Regions from separate parts of the Hordeum vulgare genome. Here region 1 is linked to region 2. The links are chromatin contacts, called in public Hi-C maps. All regions are on one chromosome and are shown on one strand. The core of a region is the stretch at or near the end of the contact, and the rest is flanking DNA. Distances in the headings are between cores, read along the strand shown.

The links. Hi-C and Micro-C count contacts between places; a contact is called where the count stands out from the background.
Region 1: a Hi-C map of leaf shows a contact between it and region 2, with 2.8 times the contacts expected there. The contact joins two enhancer-like sites. A contact is called at or near these places in 3 of 6 Hi-C or Micro-C datasets (leaf and seedling).

What each region holds. Positions count from the first base shown.
Region 1 is chr4H:357,245,296-357,250,929 of MorexV3_pseudomolecules_assembly, forward strand. No RefSeq gene overlaps it. Among protein-coding and RNA genes, the nearest start is that of LOC123448615, 93 kb to the left of the region's middle. Within about 2 kb of position 3,941, at least 2 of the 3 cell types and tissues checked have open chromatin away from gene starts, as enhancers often do. A contact at or near this core is called in leaf, where this site is marked.
Region 2 is chr4H:356,543,124-356,548,909 of MorexV3_pseudomolecules_assembly, forward strand. LOC123448614 (chromatin-remodeling ATPase INO80) reads left to right here. Exons shown (of 22, transcript XM_045125567.1): 22 at 570-1,300. The coding sequence ends at 827. Among protein-coding and RNA genes, the nearest start is that of LOC123448614, 14 kb to the left of the region's middle. Within about 2 kb of position 3,323, at least 3 of the 3 cell types and tissues checked have open chromatin away from gene starts, as enhancers often do. A contact at or near this core is called in leaf, where this site is marked.

The DNA of each region.
Region 1 (5,634 bases), core at 2,691-5,190, 700 kb after region 2:
TCTTTTATCATTTACCTACTTGAGGACAAGTAGGAATTAAGCTTGGGGATGCTTATATGTCTCGAACGTATCGATAATTTATGAAGTATTCATGCCATGATTGCCTATGTGTTCAATACTTTTATATGGTTTTGATGCACTTTATATAATTTATTTAGAACTAACCCGAACTGACATTGTTTTCAGCAGAATTACCGTGGTGGTGTTGTTTGTGGAGAAAATGTAAGTTCTCGGAATCGCTCGAAACATTTTGACGATTTTTTCTAGAACATATGAGTAATATTTCAGTGAAGAACCACCAGAGGTGAACCACCTGTTGGCCACAAGACAACAGGGTGCATCCACCCCCCCAGTGTGTGCCCTGATGGCTTATGGGGCCTATGTGGCTCCATTTAGCGGGATTCCAATGCCGAAAAATACCATATTACAAAAACCCTAAAAAACAGAACTTCCGGTCTGCGCCACAACTCTCTGTATCGACAGAAAACTCATATGAACCCTTTCCAGTACCCTGTCGGAGAGGGGAAATCATCTCCTGTGGCCATCTTCGTAATCCTGCGGAGGTCATGACGAGGAGGGAGTAGTTCAACCTCGGAGTTGAGGGTATGTACTAGTAGCTATGTGTTTGATCTCTCTCTCTCTCTCTGTCTCTCTCTCTCTCTCGTGTTCTTGAGATGTCCCAATCTTGATGTATAACGGGCTTTTTTAATATAGTTGGATGAGATGGTGTTCTTCCGTTACTATCTTGTTTTGATGAATTAAATATGGGTTCTCGTTATGTTGGATTGAATATTTGATGTGAGAACACTTGATGTATATCTTGCATGTGGATACCCATGGTGACAATTGGGTATTCTATTGATTCACTTGATATATGTTATGGCATGAAATTGCGGATTTCGGTGACCTTGGGGATCTATGCATAGGGGTTTATTGCACATTTTCATACTATGTTCTCCCATAGAAATCTTGGCGGTACTCTTTGAAGTTCTTTGTGTTGGATTGAATCTGATGAATCTAATTTTGTTTGATGCATGTCGTATAATTAACCCATGAATACTTGAGGTGGCATTGGAGTATCTAGGTGACATTAGGGTTGATTGATATGTATCATAGGTGTTATTCTAGTACGGAGTCCAGAGATGTTTGTGACAGTTATAGGAATATCTCAAAAGATTGATCAGAAAGAATAAATTTGTGGTGGTTCTACTACGTACACCAATTTCATCTTATGTTCTTGCTACTTATGAACTTCGGAGTGATTCTTCGTTGCATGTTGAGGGATGATCATCTGATCCTACTATGTTAGCATAGTTGAGAGAGTGCACTAGTGAAAGTATGAACCCTAGGCATTATTTCCAAGCATTTATACAATGTTTTGCTCTCTGTTTTATACTTGTCACCTTACTGTTTTTATTTATTCAGGTTATAAAAATCTATTTCTATTATCCATACTACACTTGTATCAACATCTCTTTGTTGAAACTAGTGCACCTATACAATTTGCCATTGTATTAGGTGTGTTGGGGACACAAGAGATTTCTTGTATTTCATTGCAGGGTTTTTTGAGAGAGGCCATCTTCATCCTACACCTCCCACAAATTGATAAACCTTAGGTCATCCACTTGAGGGAAATTGGCTACTGTTCTACAAAAATCTGCACTTGCAGGCCCAACAACGTCTACAGGAATAAAGTTGCATAGTATAAATCAAGTACTCATCCAAAATACTTGCAAGACTTACATCTGATGTATGCTAAGTATGCATCAGTTTCAAGGGGAAGGGGATGCATCTGTGGCTTATACTATAGAAATGCCAAAATAGAAGGGAAGACCTAGCCTAGCAAATACTAGCATCCTTAGCGCCTTGCAGGATTAGAAGAGTAAAAATAGTATAACATAAGTAAGCCAGTAGTACCAAGGCCCAGAGATCCTTCCTTGACTCCGTGCCAGAAAGCTATCCCGGAGCCATCATATCCATTTCATATATTGAGTATCCAATTCTACTTGTATAGATTGGGATACTCTCCGAGTGTCCGTTACCGTGGACACGGATATTCGAATAGATATAATTCGCTACAAGGGTACACCATATTACCCAACTCACTCGATTAACTCCGACCGAACACACTTTCGTGGGTCATGCCCGGCCTCGGCTGATCGACACACTATAGTTCTACCTAGGATCAACACAAAGGCCAGCACGCAAGTCTACTCCTAATTGCTCCGGGGTCTTGGACCCATCGCCCTTTGCATTCTTTCGTGTTTTGAGGATGGCCAAGATCAGTGCTAGCTACCTCTTAATCCAAAGCAGGTGCCTACTTGGACCACCCGGGCGTGTGCCGCTGACGGTGGCATCCGAAGAACTTTCAGGAGAATGTACGACCAAGAATGTCCACACTTATTCCCACGTGGTGTTTAGTGTAATAAAGGCTAGAGGCCTACTCGGATTACAATCCAAACCCGTTAGTGTCTTGGGAGCTCGTGGAAACAATCAGTGATCCTCCCGATCCAGTCGCCCCGTCTCGCGGACTTGCGACAAAGGCAAAGAATGCCCGACTGTGCCACATAGTTATCTCGTGCATACCCTTTAGGTCAACCCGACTCCACAATAGACTGTCGGGAACTTAGGTCCACCTCAACTAGGCTGGTACCGTCTCTCCCTTCAGTCCCACAATACGAGTAATAGTGGTAACAGGCGAAGGTAACACTATGTGCTTTTCATCAAGGGGGGATTTCTAAGAATCACCCTCGATGGTTTTCCACTTGATGTAACTAACAAGGTGAACTAGAAGATATCATTCTCGACAGTCAATAGTAGTTCTGAAGAGTCATACAACTGAGGGAGTGTGTGGTGATGTACATGTCTTGTCTCATCGATCGCCTGGATTGAATCTTCCATCACCCTCGACAGTCGATAGTAGTCCTCTAGAGTCGTACAACTAAGGGGGTTTGCGGTGATGTGTCGGTGTTGTCTCATCGGTCACCTGGATCAAATCTTTCGGTGATGTAGTGGGGCAACAAGGACAAGGGGAGTGGTCACTAGCAGCTAACTATCCAATCTATACTAAGCATACATGGTAAGCAGGTAGCTAACAATAGCAGGTTACAAACTCACGTTATGCATCAGAATAGGAGCATTCAAATAGAGTAGCAAAATCTAACGCATGCATGAGAGAGAAGGAATTGGTGATATAGGAATGATCAAGGGGGTTGGCTTGGCTGGAAGCTCCACTTCAAGTGGTTGGACGTCAGAGGTGTAGTCCTACCTGGTAGTAGTGTCAGTCTCGGGGTCTACCGGAGAGAAGAAGGAGAAGAAACAATAAATAAAAATAAACAGTCCATCGCGATGCATGACATGGCAATATGCGATGCTCGGGGTGGCCTAACGCAGTGCTACCCGCTATAGACGGAGCAAGAAAATATGTGTGGATATTTTTCCGAGTCTTAGGCAGTTACCAGAAAGACGATCCGGAGGGGAAAGTTCCATGTTCATCATGTTAGAGGCATGTGACAAATGAACGGATAGCATATTCGGATTTGTTTTATTTTTCCAAGAAATTTTATATGTAAAATATTTTCATCTCACTTACGGATTAATTTATATGATTTTTCAAAGTTTTAATAATATGCCGGAATTAATATTAAGTCAAAAGGAGTTATTGCGTGAGCATGATGTGAGCAATCAACAGTGAAAAGTTATTGGTCGAATTGACCAGGGGACCCACCTCTCATATACAGTAACACTAACATGGTTTATTTTTTTAACTGTGTTAACTAATTAACTAAAAGGGCCCACATGTTAGTGGTTAATTAGATTAAATTAATTATCTTTAAAAAGTTTTAGTTAAGTAGTGAGGTGGGCCCCACTTGTGAGTGGTTGGGCCTGTCGGTTAGTAGTTGACTGGGTCGGGGGGGTGTCCTGGTCAGCGATCCAGGGGGTGGCCCCAGCCAGCCACGTCCACGGGCGGAACTGGAGTTGCTCCGGTGACCATTCCTGTGGCGGAGGGGCTCGGGCCCTCGCTGAAAAAATGCTAGGGGCACAAATTTGGAGCGCGGCTAGGTAGAATCAAACGCGGGCAGAGCCGCACGTCGATTCCTGGTGGTGGCCGGACCGGGGATGTGCGGAAACAGCGCCGACAATGAGATGAAGTGACGGCGACATTCGGGTGTGATCGGGAACAGAGGTATGAGGCGATAGGAGGGGCGCACGCGTGTGCATTGGCTCACTGGGGACGTGCTAAGCACATTCCTCCCCTTGCATATGTGCTTGACGTGCGGTGGCTGCCGCAACGGCGAGCACAGATGACAGCGAGCTTCGGCTTTGGTGGTAGCATCGGCAACGGCGAGGAGAGCGAGCGCTAAGAGAGGGGAGAAAGAGTGGGGACCTCATCGAGCCCTGCAGGTGTTCTAAAGCGGGCACGGGGGAGGCCTGGGATGGCAAATCAGGGTGGCGGTGCTCCGTTGTGCCCGAGGAGGAAGACGAAGACGGGGCAGCGATGCAGGGGCTCCCGCCTCGCGTGCATGGTCGTAGGAGATGAGGATGACAGCGACGGTGCTCCTAGTGCGGTCCTAGCCGACAAGGAGGACGGAGCGCACGGGGGCGAGCATGGCCATGGTGATGGTGGCTCGGATGTGCGCGGGAAGGAAGAGGGAGAGGGATAAAGGTGGCTAGGTTTTTGGGGAAGCCCCAAGGTGCTCTTAACCAAGACGGGGAGAGGCTGGATGTCGAGCGCATGCACCCTGTCAGCCATGGCGCGAGCGAATGTCTGCCGCCGCCCCCCCCCCCCCCCCCCCCCCAAGTGAACACAGGAAACGATGGAGGGGGTTGGGCCGGCTGGTGCAGTGGGACAAGGCCCAAGGAACATGCGTGGTCATTTACCTTCCATTTTTTTATTTATGTTTTCTTAATTCTTTTGATTTTGCATTTAAATTCAAAGAAAAACAGTTTTATAAAATACAAAAATTGGCCCGTTAGTTCCATTGCAATATTTGGTTGTGCTACTAATAGTTTGATATTTATTTAAAGTGGTTAGATACTTTAATAATTTAAAAAGGCATTTAAATCATTGTTCGTCTGTTTTAATTGTTTCAGGGCACTTAATTACTTTATAAAATGTGTGTTTCAACATGACAAATATCCAAGGAATATTTTCAACACTAGGAACATTTTAGTTTGCATGTTTGTGGATTTCTTTATTTCATTTATTGTTTAAATTTGATTCCAAAGTGGAATTTGAAATGAGATATTAGATCAAGATGATCAAGCACTATTTAGCAAAAAGCTTTGGCTTAATCACAGGGTTACTGTAGCTTAACCACAAAGTTTACTATAGCTTAATTACAGGGATGTTACACGACCGAACCGACGAGACAACAAGATCTATGAAAAATTCTCATCCGGTGCGGCTGATGGGAACGTCAAGCTGTTTCGATGTATGACATCATGGGGGAAGAGGTTCCGGTTGGGCAGAGGTGGGATATTAGAGAAAGGGTGGGGTTTCGTGGGTTTTGGCGGCCACGGTGTGCGAGTGTGGGAAACACATGGGATGGGAGGGGGGTCCATGGCTTAGGAACGCGCTTGTCTTAAATGTGGTGTAAGTTGCAAAAGTACCCCGAATTATTTTGCCCATGG
Region 2 (5,786 bases), core at 2,073-4,572:
CATTTTCTTAGGAATTCATATCACCCTGTGCGTATACAAACCCAAAATCATTGAGGCATTACTTCAGTATGCAAGCTTAAAATTCCAATTGAAGCGGATATAAAAGAGTATTTACATAGATTCAGTTTCAGATATTGGATTGGTACCCATATAGAACTTCGTTAGCTCATTTTGTGATTGACATGCATAGATGAAATTAACTTTAGGTGTATTGGTTGGGTTTGACTTGCATTTTAGCCCAGATTCTACCAAAAAGTGCAATATATTTAAGGAGATGATCAAAACAAAATGAGCTGGATTATCTCGCCCTTCCAATTTCAGTATCTTTGCCTGCACTGAATAAGTTGCCTTGCAATGTGCTGTATTGGGAAAACTTATACGTATTACATAATTGCAACAATTGTAATATGTAACTCTGAAATAATAGATAATAACAATGCACACTAACCAATCATTATAAATTGGTCCCCATGTTGTTTCCTTGAGGCTTTGTCGGATTAAGCTAACTTTCTCAGCCTTGTTATGTGTGAGCTTCATTCGTTTAAGTAACTGCTAATATTTATTTCCAGAAAAAAAGCTCGCACAAGAAACCTCCGAAGTCACAGGATAATGATGGTGCGGATGGTGATGTCCCCGAGAGTGGTCCTGCCAAAGATGAGGAGCATATTGCTTCGTTGATGCCTAAAAGATCAAAGAGACTAGTGAGGAGCATGGGTGAAGATAAGGAACCCGTTGCTGCTTCTGATGTTGAGAAACCTGCAGATGCAGCTGAAAACAATGACAGCAATCATGCAGAAGAGTTGCAAGACCAGACTCCTCCAGCGTAGTTGACCTATGGGCTGACCTGATGAGAACATAAGATGCGAATGGCAAGACTCTAATTTGTGGTGTCTAGTAGGAGCATCAAAGATGGCAGTTTATTGGCCCAGAGGAGGAGCTCTGGATCTGCTCAAGGTCTTACGCAGTTAATAAGTATTTAACTGTGTTGTGCAGCTTCTTTTGAGAAGCCTGAGACTGCAACCTCAGTGCAGTTGCAGCCCAATGATGGCTGTTACCGCCAGCCCTTATCCCTAATGTTGGCGATGTGTCTAGCCATTTTGTAAATAAGCATTAGCAATGTTCCATCACATATAGGAATTATTTTACTGTGTAAAGAGAGTAGGGACGTAGAGTTTTGTTAGGCCAAAAAGGAACATGGCAGGAAACATCTGCTGTGCTTCCGAGTTGGTAACATATATCACTTCATTCAAACAAGTGATTTCTTTACGCAAGTGAAACATCTGCCTGTTTCTTGCCCGAACTGCTATGCAGGAAACATCTGCCTGATTCTTGTCCTTCGGAACTGAAGCGAGCGAGTTCATGAGCCTGTTTCTTGTCCTTCGAAACTGAAGTGAGCAAGTTCTTGCCCGAACTGCTATGCAGGAAACATCTGCCTGTTTTTTGTCCTTCGAAACTGAAGCGAGCGAGTTCATGAGCCTGTTTCTTGTCCTTCGAAACTGAAGTGAGCGAGTTCATGAGCACACCCATTAGCTTCACACAATGACTTGTAATTGTTAGGATTTAATTAATTCTCTTAATTAAAGGGATAATCCTCCCTATGTAATCTCTAGTGTGGTTGTTTTGGCAACCGTCACGATGCTTCCTCACGCCCCTGCTAACGGACACATCTCTTTGCTCGCGTCCGTTCCCTTGTATATATATTGTGATTGCCCCTGAAATAAGATAGTTTCAATCTCAAACACGTTATCAACACTGTCTCTACCAAGAGCAAAAATCGCCGGCAATCGCAGGAACGGGCAAGAAGGTAAGAACGATGCTTCGTTTCCTGCCCTTGTACCATCGCTGCCTTCGCGTCCGTTTCCTTGTATATATATTGTGATTGCCCCTGAAATAAGATAGTTTTAATCTCAAACACGTTATCAACACTGTCTCTACCAAGAGCAAAAATCGCCGGCAATCGCAGGAACGGGCAAGAAGGTAAGAACGATGCTTCGTTTCCTGCCCTTGTACCATTGCTGCCTGCTGCAGCACGACGGCCATCGCCGCCGCCACCAGATCGGTGTCGGTCCGGCCAACGGTGTCGCGCCACTGTCGATGCCCTCCGCACCAATGCTCGGGATCGACACGTAGCCACCACCGTTCTCGTGCTCAGCGCACGGGTGGGTGGTTTGTCCCCGAGTGAAGTCTGAAATAAACCTTAAGATTGTAATTGCCGATGCAACTGAACCCTCATCTCTAAATCCCTGAAATCTGTACCCTAACCTTTTTAATCCCGGTCTATCCAATCCCTAGATATGTTTGGCAGAGCAGGAAAAGCACAATCCTGTCGGGTGTTCGCTTTTCTCCTAGGTGTGGGTCAAGCACAATCCATTTTTCCCATCTGGCCACGGCGAGCTTGAGCAGAGGGGAGCACGGGAGCAGCACAAGATGGCAACCACCAGCGTAGAGTTCGGCAGCCAATATATATCACGCCAAGCTCTGGGCGCGGTCGCAAGGAGAAGGCCACGCTGATCCCGCACAGCGCGGCGGACGCCGACGCCGCCGTCGCGGCCGACTCCATCAGCAGCCCCGTCACCTCCATCTCCGTCGCGCTGCCTTGGCCACCGTCGAGGATTCTCAGGCGCGAGGGACGGCTGGCACACTATCTGGCCGCGGCGGCGAGGCGTGCAAGCTCCTTGCCGGCCCGGCGTTGCGCCGCACGGCCGAATCCAGGCGCGCCCCGTCGCGTCGGTGCACGACGGCAAGCGCCTCGGCCACGTCCTGCTTGAGCGCGACCACGGCCTCCTGGAAGCATCCGTGCGCGTCGGCGAGTACAGGAGCCGGTCAACGTTGCCGCCGGTGCCGGAGAGCTCGCCCTGGGCCTTGGGCAGCTCGAGGAGGTTGCCGAACGCGTCGACGTGCACCAGCCCTATGGCCATGGAGGCGGCCAACGCCGCCGGGCCCTGCTGCGCCCAGGCGTGCACGGAGCGGATGCAGGTGTGGAGATGAGCGACGCGGTTTCTCAGGAGAGAGATAGATAGATTGGGCTAGAGAAGATGAATATGACATGTGGACCCGTACTGTCAGTGGATTAAAGTGTGATCCCGGCTGGGATACTTGATTTCCTAGCGGGTCAAACAAGTCTAGATAGGTTCAGGGTTGAGATTGATTGGGATTCATAAATATAGGATACATATTTCAAGGATTTAGAGGTGAGGGTTCATTTCCGACCGGCTTTATAATCTTAAGGTTTAAAACAGACTTCACTCCTTGTCCCCTGCACGCCTGCACGTGTACGGCCCCGCTGTCAACGAGGACGCGGTCGGGCAGTCACGCACCTCCGTCTTCGAGTTCGGCGGTACCTCCAGAGCTGTCGAAGTTGACGCCGACATTGCTACGCCGCACCTACCACCTCTGACCCCTGCGGTTGTCGAGATGGAGGGTCATTCCCTCGCCTATGTCTCAGCGCCGACCGGCGCTTCTTCCTTCGTGTTCGGCTCCGGCGCGGGAGAATCCTGCAAACCACACGGCTGCGCCGCATGTCGTGCCACTAGTGCCAGCGGTGGAGAACTGGCTCCTCGCCGGTCCGGCAGCCCCGAGGATGCATGTCGCCTCTGTGGTGGCTGCCCTGCATCCGGGCAATGGTGGGAGCGACTCTGAGATGGACAGTGCCGACGGTGCGCAGGCCAATGAGTCGACCTCCGTCAGCTTCACGACCATGGATGTGAACACGGCCGCCGCGCCTCTACCCTCGCCAACTCCTGCGACACCGCTGCCTTAGCCGAGGAAGGACGCACGTCGTCGCCTCGTGGCCCTCGGCCTCCCGGCACCCAGCCCACCGGCGGCCTCGCATTCGAGCAGCCATGGTCGCTTTGCCGGCTAGTGGAGTCCGGCATCACTGGGACTCGCGAACGGCGTCGCGCCCGGGACACAGCTCCCTGGTGGATGCTCAGATGAGGACGAGCGCGGAGGAAGCGCCTCTCGCCGCCAGTGAATGCCGCAGCGAGAGGGTGCGTGCTGGTGGCGGCCGGATGGTCGTGGAGCACCCCGCTTGTTCTTCTGCCTCGAGCATGGATGAACGAAGGGAAATGAGGGAATTCTCTTGTGTCTATCTTCTTATCCACACGAGCGGACCAGGTTGGATGCCTTGTGTGGCGATGTGCATATGGCAGTAACGCCCCAACAACCTACGTGTTTGTTTATTCTTTAGTCAGTAGTACTAGTACTAGTTTCAGATTATTGCTGCTTGGTCTAACTAATAGTGTTATTTTTAACACTTGTGACGTTTTGACCATGTATTGATCTGCATTTAGCCCATTTTTTTTATAGAGTTTGGAATTCCATAAGTATGTGGCTGTTATTGCTAGACCTACTGAAAGTGCAGTCATGCCCTTAATCGAGTTTTGTTGTTAATGACAACACATACATAGGAAACTAATCTTATTTGTTGAGTGTATCTGAGGATGACAAGTACTTTTAGTAGATTGAGAATTATGTGCCAAGGCGGTCTGAGAAGATCGAGACTTATATGTCAAGAAGGCTCGGGATTGAGAAAAGATGATGTAGCCTATCCTTTAAATTTACTATTCTTGAGTATAGTGATCCCGCACTATTAAGAGGGGACCACAGGTTTTGCGATGAACTTGCTCATACTACATCTCTACTTTTCCGCTCATACCACATCTCCACTACTCTGCTCTTATCTCAAAACAGAATCAATGTCTCGGACATCCGGCCTCCTCCGGACGTCCGAGGGCCGGACGTTCGACCTCCTTCGGAAATCCGGAACTTTGCACCACAGAAACTTGAGCCATATAACTCGGACTTCCGGCTCCCTCCGGATGTCTGAGGGCCAGACGTCTGACCTCCTTCGAAAATCCGGAATCTTGCACCAGAGAATTTTGAGTCGAATAACTCGGACTTCCGACTTCCTCCGGACGTCCGGTCCCAGTTCAACTACACAGTGATTCCAGATATATATACATCTCTCGGACGACCGAACCCCGTCGGACGTCCGACACCTTGTGGGCGTCCGGACATCCGAGAAACTGCCGGATGTCCGACACCTTGTGGGCGTCCGGACATCCGAGAAACTGCCGGATGTCCGACCACTGTCAGACTTAAGTGACCCCAACGGCTGTTTTACTCTCCCGAGTATAAATACCCCTCCCACTTCGTGAGAGAGTGTTCAACAAAGCTAGGACACTTACAAGAACACCTTTCTCCTCACTCACTCTTGCCTACACCAAGTCTTAGATCCCAAGAGCATTTGTGAGTCCCTTTGAGTGTTGTTCCAATCAAAAGATAGATCGTCTCGTTCTCCTCCTCTCCACCAAAGTGATTTGTGATTTGAGCAAGTTTTGAGCAATCCCCGTGATCTTGTTACTCTTGGAGGTTGGAGACTCCTAGGCGGTAGGAGTATTCGGAGAGGAATCAAACCATTGTGATTACCCCCGGAAAGTTTGTGAAGGTTTGGAAGCCACCTCAAGGCTTACCACTAGTGGTTGAGAAACGCCTTCGTGGTGTTATCTCAAAGGGAGAATAGGGTGAGCCTTCGTGGCGTTGGTGTGCCTTCGTGGTAACATCCGCCCCTCTAACGGTGACGTAGCTTCCCTCCAAGGAAGTGAACATCGGGATACATCCTCGTCTCTCTTGGAGTTTCGGTTATCCCTAACCCTAACTCTCTACTTGTGTTAATCCTTATTACGTACTTGCATTTGATTATTGTTTACCGGTTGCCTTACTTCACTCTAAATAGCTTACTCATTGTCATTGCAATTATTAGGCTCACGCTCATATTCCGCATC